Linked DNA regions of Mus musculus: regions 2 and 3 are each linked to region 1. A link is a contact called in public Hi-C and HiChIP or PLAC-seq data. All regions are on one chromosome and are shown on one strand. Each heading gives the region's core, a stretch centred on a gene start, on an enhancer-like site or on the middle of the called end of the contact. The rest is flanking DNA. Distances are from core to core; before and after follow the strand shown.

Evidence for each region. Hi-C and Micro-C count contacts between places; a contact is called where the count stands out from the background. HiChIP or PLAC-seq counts read pairs in DNA pulled down with a chosen protein or histone mark.
Region 2: a contact with region 1 is called in an H3K4me3 HiChIP or PLAC-seq map of embryonic midbrain, with 8 times the contacts expected there. The contact joins two enhancer-like sites. A contact is called at or near these places in 1 of 15 datasets of contacts at CTCF or cohesin (the NIH/3T3 cell line) and 2 of 115 datasets of contacts at active chromatin or transcription factors (embryonic basal ganglia and embryonic midbrain).
Region 3: a contact with region 1 is called in a Hi-C map of cortical neurons, with 3 times the contacts expected there. The contact joins two enhancer-like sites. A contact is called at or near these places in 2 of 484 Hi-C or Micro-C datasets (cerebral cortex and cortical neurons) and 1 of 115 datasets of contacts at active chromatin or transcription factors (astrocytes).

The regions. Positions count from the first base shown.
Region 1 is chr1:41,889,396-41,893,370 of GRCm38.p6, forward strand. All of the region lies in intron 1 of Gm29260 (a long non-coding RNA gene), which reads left to right. Among named protein-coding and RNA genes, the nearest start is that of Gm29260, 150 kb to the left of the region's middle. Within about 2 kb of position 2,571, at least 32 of the 459 cell types and tissues checked have an H3K27ac peak or open chromatin away from gene starts, as enhancers often do. A contact at or near this core is called in cerebral cortex and cortical neurons, where this site is marked.
Region 2 is chr1:42,627,837-42,631,275 of GRCm38.p6, forward strand. Gm30248 (a long non-coding RNA gene) reads right to left here. Exons shown (of 3, transcript XR_373380.2): 2 at 1,813-2,516. Among named protein-coding and RNA genes, the nearest start is that of Gm30248, 10 kb to the right of the region's middle. Within about 2 kb of position 1,270, at least 35 of the 459 cell types and tissues checked have an H3K27ac peak or open chromatin away from gene starts, as enhancers often do.
Region 3 is chr1:41,034,946-41,038,640 of GRCm38.p6, forward strand. No RefSeq gene overlaps it. Among named protein-coding and RNA genes, the nearest start is that of 4930448I06Rik, 140 kb to the right of the region's middle. Within about 2 kb of position 2,171, at least 15 of the 459 cell types and tissues checked have an H3K27ac peak or open chromatin away from gene starts, as enhancers often do. A contact at or near this core is called in cerebral cortex and cortical neurons, where this site is marked.

The DNA of each region.
Region 1 (3,975 bases), core at 1,321-3,820:
TCAGTGAGTAACTGCTCCCTTTGCCCTGCTCCTTAACAGGCCTCTCCAGAGATCCTTACCATTACGATGAAATGTGAGTGTTTAGTTTCTAAGCCAAAGCTCACCCTTATTCCCTGACTTTATTGTCCTTAATCACAATGATTAGTCATTCCATATATTTATTAGATGCCTGTGCACAACTTAACGTGATAGTAGTGATACATTTTTCTCATAATGATTTTAAAGGCATTTTTAAAAAAAAATACGTATTTTAATGCTTTAAATTCAAGTACAAACAGTAATTAAATATCAAGTGTACAATAGTATTTAGCCTGAGTATGATAGAAGAGCCCTTATTTGTAGTGGGACAGAAATGTCTCTCCTTAATGAGAGAGTGCTTTTTTGTCTGATCTCTGAGCTGACTTAAAAGTAGGGAGTTTCAATTAATATCCTGTAACCCTGAGCCGTATGAAGCCATTTAGCAAGCAGTTCTGAATCTCTGCCCTTTCCCCGTGTTTTCTGAGAGTCACACTCTACAGCAGTCACCACTGGTTGTTCTAATGCTTAAACAGCCACTGCAAGATAAGACTTCATCTTGACAGCTGAATCAGTTGTACCAATTAATTACTAGGGAATAGTTTCCCGTTCCCAAAGTGAAGACTACAAAAAAATGTATCCCCAAATATGCTGCAACACTTAACTGTTCTCCTCAAATCATAACCTAAGATACCTTTGCGATGACAAGACTTGGAGCTCATGAATCCTGTACCCCTGGGAGGACAAGTATCCGGGAGAGGGACTTGAGTTTTCCAAGTGGGGGTTAGACGCAGATGACACACACACATATCTGATCAAACGTTTATGATGATGCTGCATATGTGATCTGTGGTCTTCCCGAAGAGGTTTCTGTTTCTTCTACCCCTTTTACTTAATTGAGGTGATATCATTACAAGAAATGTAGTTTATCCATGTAAAGGCAGAAGGAACAAAAGGACCCACTGATCCCCAGTCTGGGACGCTGCACTCAGATACAAAGATCTCAGCAGCATCTGAAACAAATGAAAGCAAAAGCAGATTGTCATCAAATCTTCAATTTTTTTCCACAAAAGTTTGATGCATATTTCTTTGGGGAATCGTTTGCAAATGATATATAAAATATGTGAAATACAATTGTAAACAGACATGCAATTTACCCAGGTTACAATCTGTTCCGTGATCTTTGTTCACTCTCGAGGAAAAAAAGAGACAGGGTATGCCATTTGGAACAGGATTGGGCTACAATAAATCTCATATTGAATTATTAGAACTGACATTATTAATATTTTTAATATTCTATGGCTTTCTCTTGATTCCTTGCATTCCATGTCTTTAGTAAACTCCAGGGCCTTAATCATTTTAAGATTGCCTGTGTTCTCAATAGCTGTTGTCTGGTATGCAGCACAACCTCTTTGAATGTCAATAAATATGCATGGCTACAAAGAGCGCTGTATCAGACCCTCGGATGTCTACAGCCTTAACTGCTATATGCAGTGTTTCTTACACTCTTGTTCGCTGAACACATGTTGCCCTGGGGTCTGAAACTGAGCTACCCTTGGCCTTTTGTGGCACTTAGGTCTTTTTCTTTCAGCAAAGGCAGGGCACGGTGGGGGAGAGGTGAACAGGGAAAGGCGGGGGCAGAAAGGGCCGGCTGGGAAGACAGAAGAAAGAAAAACTCCTGTGGACTGCTAGTTGTCAGAGCATGGGAAAATCGAATGACGGTTCCCCCAAAGTGTGCCCTTCCACCTTGCTTCACCCACCCGGCCACCAGTCACTGACCAACGCTGCACCGTGACTGCTCCTCACTTTGAGGTCCGCGGGTGTCAGAGCCCTGACTGACAGCACATTTTGAAACTGAGTGTGGGACATTGTCCCGCACTAGCCATGCAGAAAGCCGAGGGGCTGCACTCAGGGCCCAGACTCACAACACAGACCAGTTCTTTCTAGGTGGTCAGCCATGGAGCACTGTCCTGAGCATTGTTTCTATGGATGTTTCTTGCTACAGAATTGCTGGAGTAGAAACGCAGGATGAGAGGCTAGCGGCAGCATGAGAACTGGAAAACATTAGACATATCTGTTTTTACTGGGGACTGTGCCTTTCGCATGCTGCCGCTCCTGCGGGGAAACACCTCAGCCCTTGTAAATACTTAAGCAGTGCTGTATAATGTTCCAAGCCAGGCAGTTTTATCCTGTTATTAAGAGGTATAGCTAGGATAAGCCATATGCTGGCCTTATTTAAATGGAGAAGAGTTTTAAGGCAAAATAAGAGATTGCAGCTGGTAGCTACAGTAGTTTACTATTTCTGAACAGCTCTTTAGTATATGGTATTTTAATTCATCCCACAGATTCAAATTGGACTTTGTGTACACTAGGATATACTGTATACTGCTTGGAGTAATGCTGGCTTGCTAAAATTGCAATGTAGATTGAAGCAAAAGAGGCAGCTTTGCCGTTTCTTAAGTCTATTCAAGCATTTCCCACAGAATGGAAACGCTGACAGGCCAGCTACCTCCGCATACGCGGACTCTGCAAGCGTGCGTAGTTGCAGCCGTCTACTTTGCTAAGTAGAGAATGGGTAATTAGTATTGCTCAGGCTGTTAGAAAGATGCGCACTATTCTCACTGTACAAAGAATGCTGATTTTTTTTTTCCGGGGGTTTATAATCAGGCCAGAAAAAGAAAATGCAGCGGATAAAATTGGGACCTAAGTCTCACTCTTGGGCAATCTTATTTTCATTTAAGAAAAAGAAAAAAAGGAAAAAAAAAAAAAACCCTGAAGTAAAGCGGAGTAATCAGAGCTGTGCTCAGCTGAAGAAATCTACAGAATGACCAGTACCTCAGTCCTCCTCTGTCTGCACCTTGAATTTGTTTTCATTCTCGTATTTCACTGGAAACACAATGTTTTGCGTACTATTTGTTTGATTTTTCACAAATACTGAAGAAAAGGGTACTTTGCTCAACATTTATGGAACTGATCAAAGAAAACTCCGTGTGTGTTGTGCATATCAGATTGGCCCAGTATGTTGGGCTCTCCCACAGGCCCTCAGCTGCCTTGGTCTGCCAGAATTTTCTGCCTCTGGTATTGGTGGTCAGGTTGTGTTGGGTTTCTTTATTAATACTCTGCTAAGCCAAGGCAAACCCTACTCAGGCTACTCTGCCCCTGAAAGCAATTAACCTGTAACATGAGCTCTCACATCTCTGTGCACAGCAGAGGACCAACAAAGATCTGCCACTTGGCAGAGTGACAAGTTTTAATCCTCTCTCAGTAGAACTCTCGGGAGGATTTTTAGCACATGGACATTGCTGAACAGACATGTTCCAAATGCCCTGGTATGATACACTGGATTGATTCCAAACATGGGAAGCCAGGGCAGACAACTAACAATGGCCTACACACAATCCTTCACAAACTCCGTTTAGTCTAAATATTCCATGACTTCAATCCCAGGCATGTCCTACTGAGAACATATAGAACCCTTGGATAAAAACATACAGCAAATGAGTTAGCTTAGAGAGAGAAAATGAAGCCACTAGTAAATAGTAAATCATTTCAGTAAATAGAATCATTTACATTTTAAATTTTTACTTACCTTTTAATTAGTTCTTCCTAGAACCAAACCACTTGTGAAATCATTGTGCCCATCCTGCTTTGCCAACAACCCTTGACTAGACCATGTTTAGTCATGTCTTCATGCAAGCATTCTCGTTTGACCGCCATCTTGCAACAAACGCTTATGGACATGCCTTGGGTTGAGCTGGCTTTATATACCACTGCCTCCTGAAACAAGAATTGAGTATGTTTGTATTTATTTTATAATATTGATTTCTTAGCTACATTTCATAGGAAAGGGCTTTCTCTGAGCCTCCCCCCACCCCCATTGTAATGGAACCAAACTTTTTCCCCCACCAAAGCCATGATCTGCTTCGGACAGCTTCCCTCTCTCTTAGATTCTGAGCTCAA
Region 2 (3,439 bases), core at 20-2,519, 740 kb after region 1:
GTTTTGTAAGGGATTTGAACTCTGAACTCACACTCACAAGCTTGTGTTCCTTTTCACGGAGCCGTCGTCTCCCTAACTGCTGCAACTTAAAAAAACTTAATCTTAGATTCACAATTTAGTGAAAATGAGTCAGCATTCAGCTGAATTTTGAGACCTCGCTGTTCCCCTGTTTGTCATTTTGCCCACTGTTCATCCCTGGGAAACACATTGGGCTCAGGGTCTGTGCGGATGGTAGCTGCTTCTTGTCTTCAGGCTATCAGAACTGAGCAGCCTAAGCCCAGGGAAATGGACCAACCACTGGACCAGCTATAAAGGAAATTGGATGGCTTCAGAGGCCCCTCTTTAGTCCATGGCTACCATTGTCTGTAGTCTCTGTATGATCTGATGGACAAAAACCTGCAACCCCTGTGCATGGAGTACAAAGGAGAGACATCAGATCCACTGATAATTGGCATGGTTTAACAAAGTTATCATGGGATCCTTGGAGACCTCTGGATAGTCCCTGCCAACTATATTAAAAGTAAGTGACCCAGAAGGTGGGTGTAAGAAAGTAATTTTTGGATAAAATCAGATAAAAGGGGGTTTCCAATGAGATGGGAGGGATGCAAACACGATCTGAGATACTAACCAAATGGCAGGTTTGAGGTTTAATTTTTCTTCTTAATCTTTTTCCTTTGGAAATAATTGTATCTTTTTTGCAGTCCATTCCAGCCTGCCAACCCTTGAGCTACATGTAGTCTGTATTTGTCAAACTATGAGTGAGCAGATCAAGCCAAAGATGAAAAATAAGGACAATCTCCCATGAGATCTGTGTCAGGATGCCCCTTCCCCAGAGATGCAAAAGCTGTGTAGCTGAGTCCCTGGAGTCCACTTGAGTGGATGAAGCCACCACCCAATACTCCCTTTTCCACCCTGGCTACTCCTCAAATGGCTTCCCTTCCTTTCTTCCTCTCTCTCTCTCTCTCTCTCTCTCTCTCTCTCTCTCCCTCTCTCTCTCCCTCTCTGCCATGCAGAGCACTAGGCCTTTCTCAGACACTTCATCCCCGCTCTGGGCACGATGAGGAGTGAAATGTGCCTCTGAATAGAGAAGAGAAGACAGGGTGGATTAATGGCAGAAGAGTAACACAGCCCTCGCAGAACAAAACGAGGGTGACCCGGACGAAACAAAGCGCCACAATAGATCATTTCTGAGAAGTCACCCGGCAGCTTTGAAACCACAGGCTGCGTGCTCCGGGGCAGTGAGTGTCACATCCATGGCTTTCAGGAGGCATGAATGGACGGGAACAGTAACTCTTTTTCATGCCTCTTTCAGAGGGCTTGTCGGTGGAGAAGGATTTACCATTCAATTCCCATACTTTTATGTGGGAAATTAGGAATTTGCCCCTTTAAAAGAAATTGCCTTTTAAACTCTTCATAAATTGTGGCGGTTTTATAGATTTACCCAAACTTCTTCTTCCTTCATGTCCTTCCACTTATATATCATTTTTAAATATTCATAAATACAGAGAGAGAGAGAGGGAGAGAGAGAGAGAGAGAGAGAGAGAGAGAGAGAGAGAGAGAGAGAGAAAACTCTCTTCTCCTCTTTGCTCAAAAATCTATTCAAGGCATGTCCCCGCAATAGAGACATTTCAACTTTCTGTCCCATGCCCAGTTGGATTCCCCCCCCCCCCATGGCTGTGTTATTTCACCATTTTTCATGAAACACTCAAACTCTTTTGCAAAAAAAAAAAAAAAAGTCACTAGGGGAACTACATAGGTGGCAAGTGCTAGGCAGAGCTGGTGAGATGAAAACCGACCAGGTCACTCACTCACCCTCAGCAATGACGTAGAGTTCTGTGCGCTTCCCTCGCCAGCCCCGGCACAGGGATTGTCCGGTAAAAACACTCAAGCTTTTCTAGGAGTGGGTTGTATACCTTATTTCCAGCCACCTTGGTCCAACACTGGGCCTCCCTACCTGGCTGTTTGCTTCCCAGAAGCCCACAGTGTTTGGCCATATTAATCTCATTAACCTTCCCGATCAGTTTCAACAGCAGTGAAGACTTGAGAACGTGGAGTTCCTGGCAGAGAAGTTGAGCCTTGGCTCCCTGCCAGTACATTTGAACATTTGATCTGGCTCCCCAGGCCCCTTCCAGAGCCTTTTTTTTTTCCATAGGAAGAAAGCACAAACAAGAAAGCCTTGCCATACGAAATGCAGCCATGTGTGACTCCAAGCTTGGCCCCCCCTCCCTTCTCTTGCCAGAATGTTCCTAGTCCCCGGTCCTTAGAGCAGAGGGAGCAGCTGAGATGATGATGCCTGCCTTTCTCTGGGGTCGGTCGGTCGACCATGCAGCACCTTGGGCACAGTCCCCCAAACGGAGCAGCCTTTAGGCAAGAGATGGAAAGAGGAGAGGGTTGGGGGAGGGGAGCAGAAGGCCTTCCTCATCAGCAGGTCTATAAGGCCAGACGAGGTGATGGGGGCTTCGAAATACTTCCTCCTGTGCAAATGCTGACAGTGGACCTCTGTTCTTTCAGGTTTCCTAGATTAGAAAAACAAAAACAAAGAAGGCTCTAAATCAGTGGTTCTCAACCTGTGGGTCTCGACCCTTTCACAGGGGTCGCCTAACACCATCAAAGACAACCAAGATTTGCATTAAAATTCATAACCGTAGCAAAATCACAGTTATAAAGTAGCAACAAAATAATTTTATGATTAAGGGGGGGGGGTCACTAAAGCATGAGGAACTGTATTAAAAGTTTGCAACATTAAGAAGGTTGAGAACCACTGCTCTAAATAGACTTGACTGGAATGAATTCAGACCCTGACATCACTTCTCTGGTTTTTAATAAAAAAAAAAAAATCAATTTTCTATTTCAGAGGGCATTAACAAGCTGAGAATGAAGGGCCCAGGACTGACTGCATCACACTCTGAACCTGGAGATGGAACTAGCTCCTTCCCTGTTGATAATCATGTCAAAAGAGATATACTACTGCTTCTTGATTTTAATTTAATTTTCTTTATATAGTGTGCATGTGTCTGGGCAAGTGTGTGAGCACATGTGTATGAAGGTGCCCACAGAAGGCACAGAGTACATTAGATCCCTCTGAGCTGTGGTTATATGTGTCTGTAATCTTCTTAACATGGGTGCAGGGATCTAAGCTCTGGTCCTCATGAAAGAGCAGCTAGTCCTCTTAACTTCTGAGCCAGAAATATTGGCCTTATCAGAAGTAATATTTGCCTTAAAATTAATTCTTTGGGGTTCAAGTTCCATAGTAAAGTTCTTGACTACATACGTGACTGAGACCCTGGGTTCCATCCGTAGCTTTGAAAGAAAATTCAATTAATATTTGAAGAAAATGGAAGCTCTTAAATATAGGTTTCAGTTGCCTGTAAAAAATAGGCAGCTTTAATGATCTGGGAAGGTTTGATTTGTAATTTAAAGTATTTGTTTTGATTATGTT
Region 3 (3,695 bases), core at 921-3,420, 850 kb before region 1:
GTCACTCAAGCTCGTCTTTTCAAATATCTTTTATGCCAACCTGGGAACAACAATTTATGTTGAGGAGGCAATAATCGTAACTCAAAAACCACTTTCAAAAAGGCAGTGCCCTTTTCTAGTGAGTGGGATGTGGGCCCACGTAGGTGCTCCTTGAAGCGAGTCTTTGAGCACTGGCAGCTTTTTGATTCCTTGTCGTGTTAGGACACGTCTCACTATTGATAACTTGTGCTTACTGCCAACAAAAAGATTCTAGCCCAAGAGGCCCAGCGTTCTGCGGGCCTTTGTATCAACGATGAGCATATTTCTCTGCTGAATCCTGTGGTTTTTGCCTTCAGTGAAAGAAAAACTGATCCTAACAGTTTTAAACTTGTTAATTCAAGCCATATGTCAGAAAGCCAGTCTCCATATGGTGCCACACCACCTTATATTTACAGGGGCTGCTTTTCAAAACATTATTCTAAAGCTATATCTGCCCTAAAGTTAATACGTTGCATCCTGCGTTATGGAGCGCTGTTACAATGTTCTGGGCTTCACAATCGCTTGCTGATGGAGCAGAAACACGCCGAATATTAACACTAATTTCTGCTAGTTTTATTGGCAAAAATGTGCTAATCAAGGGAGGGGAGATGTATGTTGAAGGGAGAATGGTTTGCCAGTTGTCTGTTGCCAAATACCGCAAAAAATAAAAGAGGAAACAGAGCAAGGGAGATCATAAATAACCTCCTTGATTGTAAACGCGACTGGGACGCTTCAGAGCGAAGTGCCCACGTTAGAAATGCAGTAGCGCCTAAGCGTCAGGATAGCTTTCTGTATTTGCTTTTAAGAAACGAGAGGAGGGGAGAGAGGAGTCTCGTGGTAGAAAAATCAGACTTGTGGAGCACAAGCCTTGGCTCCAGGTCCCCTTCTTTTAAATGGGAATTGTCTAGTCTGTGATCTTTGGAACCTGAGATATTAGAGAAGATTATTCTCCAAGATAACTAAGTTCGCTTTCCCAAATACCTATGAGTTCACTCCAGATAGATTAGGACACAGTTATCTCCAAACAGGTTTGTTCGATCTGCAGCATCCAAGCAGGCATGGTTTTGATTTGAGAGATGTTTAAACACAACTGGCACTGTATAGAGAGGGTCCTGTGCCTGAAACACGATTTTTCTCTGTCTCTTTCTTTCTTTCTTTCTTTCTTTCTTTCTTTCTTTCTTTCTTTCTTTCTTTCTTTCTTTCTTTCTTCCTTCCTTCCTTCCTTCCTTCCTTCCTTCCTTCCTTCCTTCCTTCCTTCCTTCCTTCCTTCTCTGTTTGTTTGTTTATTTCTTTGCCTCTTTGTTACATTGTTTCTTTGTTTCTTTCTTTGCTTCTTTTTCCCCTCTTTCTTTTAACATCAGAAAAACAAGTGATTTCCTCGTATCTGATTCCTGGTGGGCATTTAAATTTTCATTCTTGCTGTAGAAGCTCTTACAGAATTCATTGGCAAGAATTTCTCCTGCGTGAAGGAGGCTCCTTGGCTTAGTCGCTTGCTCTTCTTTCTCTTGTTAATTCATTATACCCATCCCAGAATCAATTTTTGACTTTGTATTTGTATCTCACCCCCTCCGTTTATTTGTATACTGATTCTTAGGTAACTATTTATAACCCTAGATTCTTTCTTTTTCTCCCCCCCCATCTCCTTTATTATTATTTTTTCTTGGAAATTTTGAAAAAAAAATGGCATAAGTTTTTTTTTTTTCTTTGAAATGTATGAAATGATTCCAAGGGGGTTTCTAAATTGTGAACAACATGCTGGTTATAAATACTACATTGTAGGAAATAGACTTTCCATGACGAGGAAAGGTTTTCCGACACATAGATACCAACGCATAAGCAATTGAACCAGGAAAAAAAAATACCTGGAGGTGTGCCATTTTCCTAAGTCCTCAACCACAGGAGTCTATATCAGCTTTCATAGTCTGTGTTGGGGACAGAGACAAAGGCTGCCAGACCCAGCCCTTCTGATTTCTGGGATACTTCAGCTCTTAAAAGTAAAACTTGGTATTCTGGAATTAACAACATATTCATGAATGAAATGGCTCACGGATTAGAGAATAAAACCAAACAATCCGTTCACAAGCTTCCCAGTTAATACAAGCCTCCAGCCAATCACGCAGTCACTACTCACAATTCCCCTCGCTAATGACTGTGGCTGGGGCGTTCGTTCGCAGAGCTGGGAGGAGAAGGCTGTATCTTTCTCTTTGCATATGCCGAGGAGAGGAGAGGGAACTCGGCCCAGTTTATTAATTCCAAACCGATGCAAAAGATTAAAGCTTTCTGCAGACTGTTAAGCACGGCTAAGCCTCAGTAAATCACTACATTTTTACAGTGCCTTGCTGTTTGCACACACATGCAGAGACTTTCGGTGCCAGAATGACGTTGGTCATCGGCTTAACGTAGGAAAGATGTCCCTTCGCATCACATGAATTCTTGTCCTGTGGAACGACTGGAAAATTTTCCCTTCAGACCAAGTTCCTTCGTGGCAAAGTGCTTGATTGTTAATTTATTTTTAACATGGAAATCAATATTTTGTTCAGTGGTCACTTATAGTTAGATCTTAACCCCATTGTCTTGTTTTTCCCTTCAACATGCTTGCTTTCTTCTTTCAGCCCCCCTACACGCCCCCCCCCCCCAGCCCTGGAACTGATGTTCTAACTTAACCCAATATATGAAACATAGAGCACCTTATGATTAATGGCTAGGACAATTGGCACATAAGATTTTTTTCAAACTAGGAACCACTGAGCTACCTATGCAAGCCAGTTTTGTTCTTCTAAAAAATGAGATGTCTGTGTATAGTTTAAGAATGTTAAAAGGGGGCTGGAGAAATGGCTCAGCAGTTAACAGTGCTTGCTGCCCTTGCAGGGGATGAGTTTCATTCCTAGCACCTAAATGGTATCTTACGACCATGTATGACCCCAGTTACTCTGGGATGTGCTGCCATCTACTAGCCTCCTTGGGCACTGCACACACATAATACACAAACACACATGCACAAAAAGACAGAAGGCAAGTACTCATAAAAGAAAATTAAATACAACTTTTAAATAACAGGGACGCAATATATAAAGCCCCATCATTGCACATTTCTGCTCTGCTGCTCAGAGAAGCATCCAGTGCTGCCTCTGGACTGCCTAAATGATGTGTGGTTCCTAACCCAAGCTTCCTAACCCAGCACAGGTATGGTACTTATCAGCTAACCCTATCACAGACCTTATGAAGATGGTGGCAGCTGACCGGCTTCCTTAAAGAGCCAGCTGGTGGCTGGTTATTAAATCACTGTCCACCCAGCTGACTCACCTTGGGTGTGTTATTTGACCATCAGCAGTGATCTGGTGAGATCAGCCCACCCATTAGGCTGCAATTTCTCATACAAGGTTAACACTGCAGAATGCACGTAAATGCATTGTAAATAGCATCTAAAACAAAACTTGGGTGATTGGAAAGACCCTTCCTCTGTTGGAATATCTCCATCAATGTTCACATTTTACTCATTTATAATAAGGATAATAAAATATTTTCAAACCTTTAAAACTTTAACTAAAAGTTTCAGTGGGACCTGTCATTTAGTTTTGAAATAACCATACAACATCACAGTACTGAGTAAAACTTCTGTTTTACCTGAAATACCAATATTGTGTGTAGTTACCCTAATCATTTCAGTTTCTAGTATA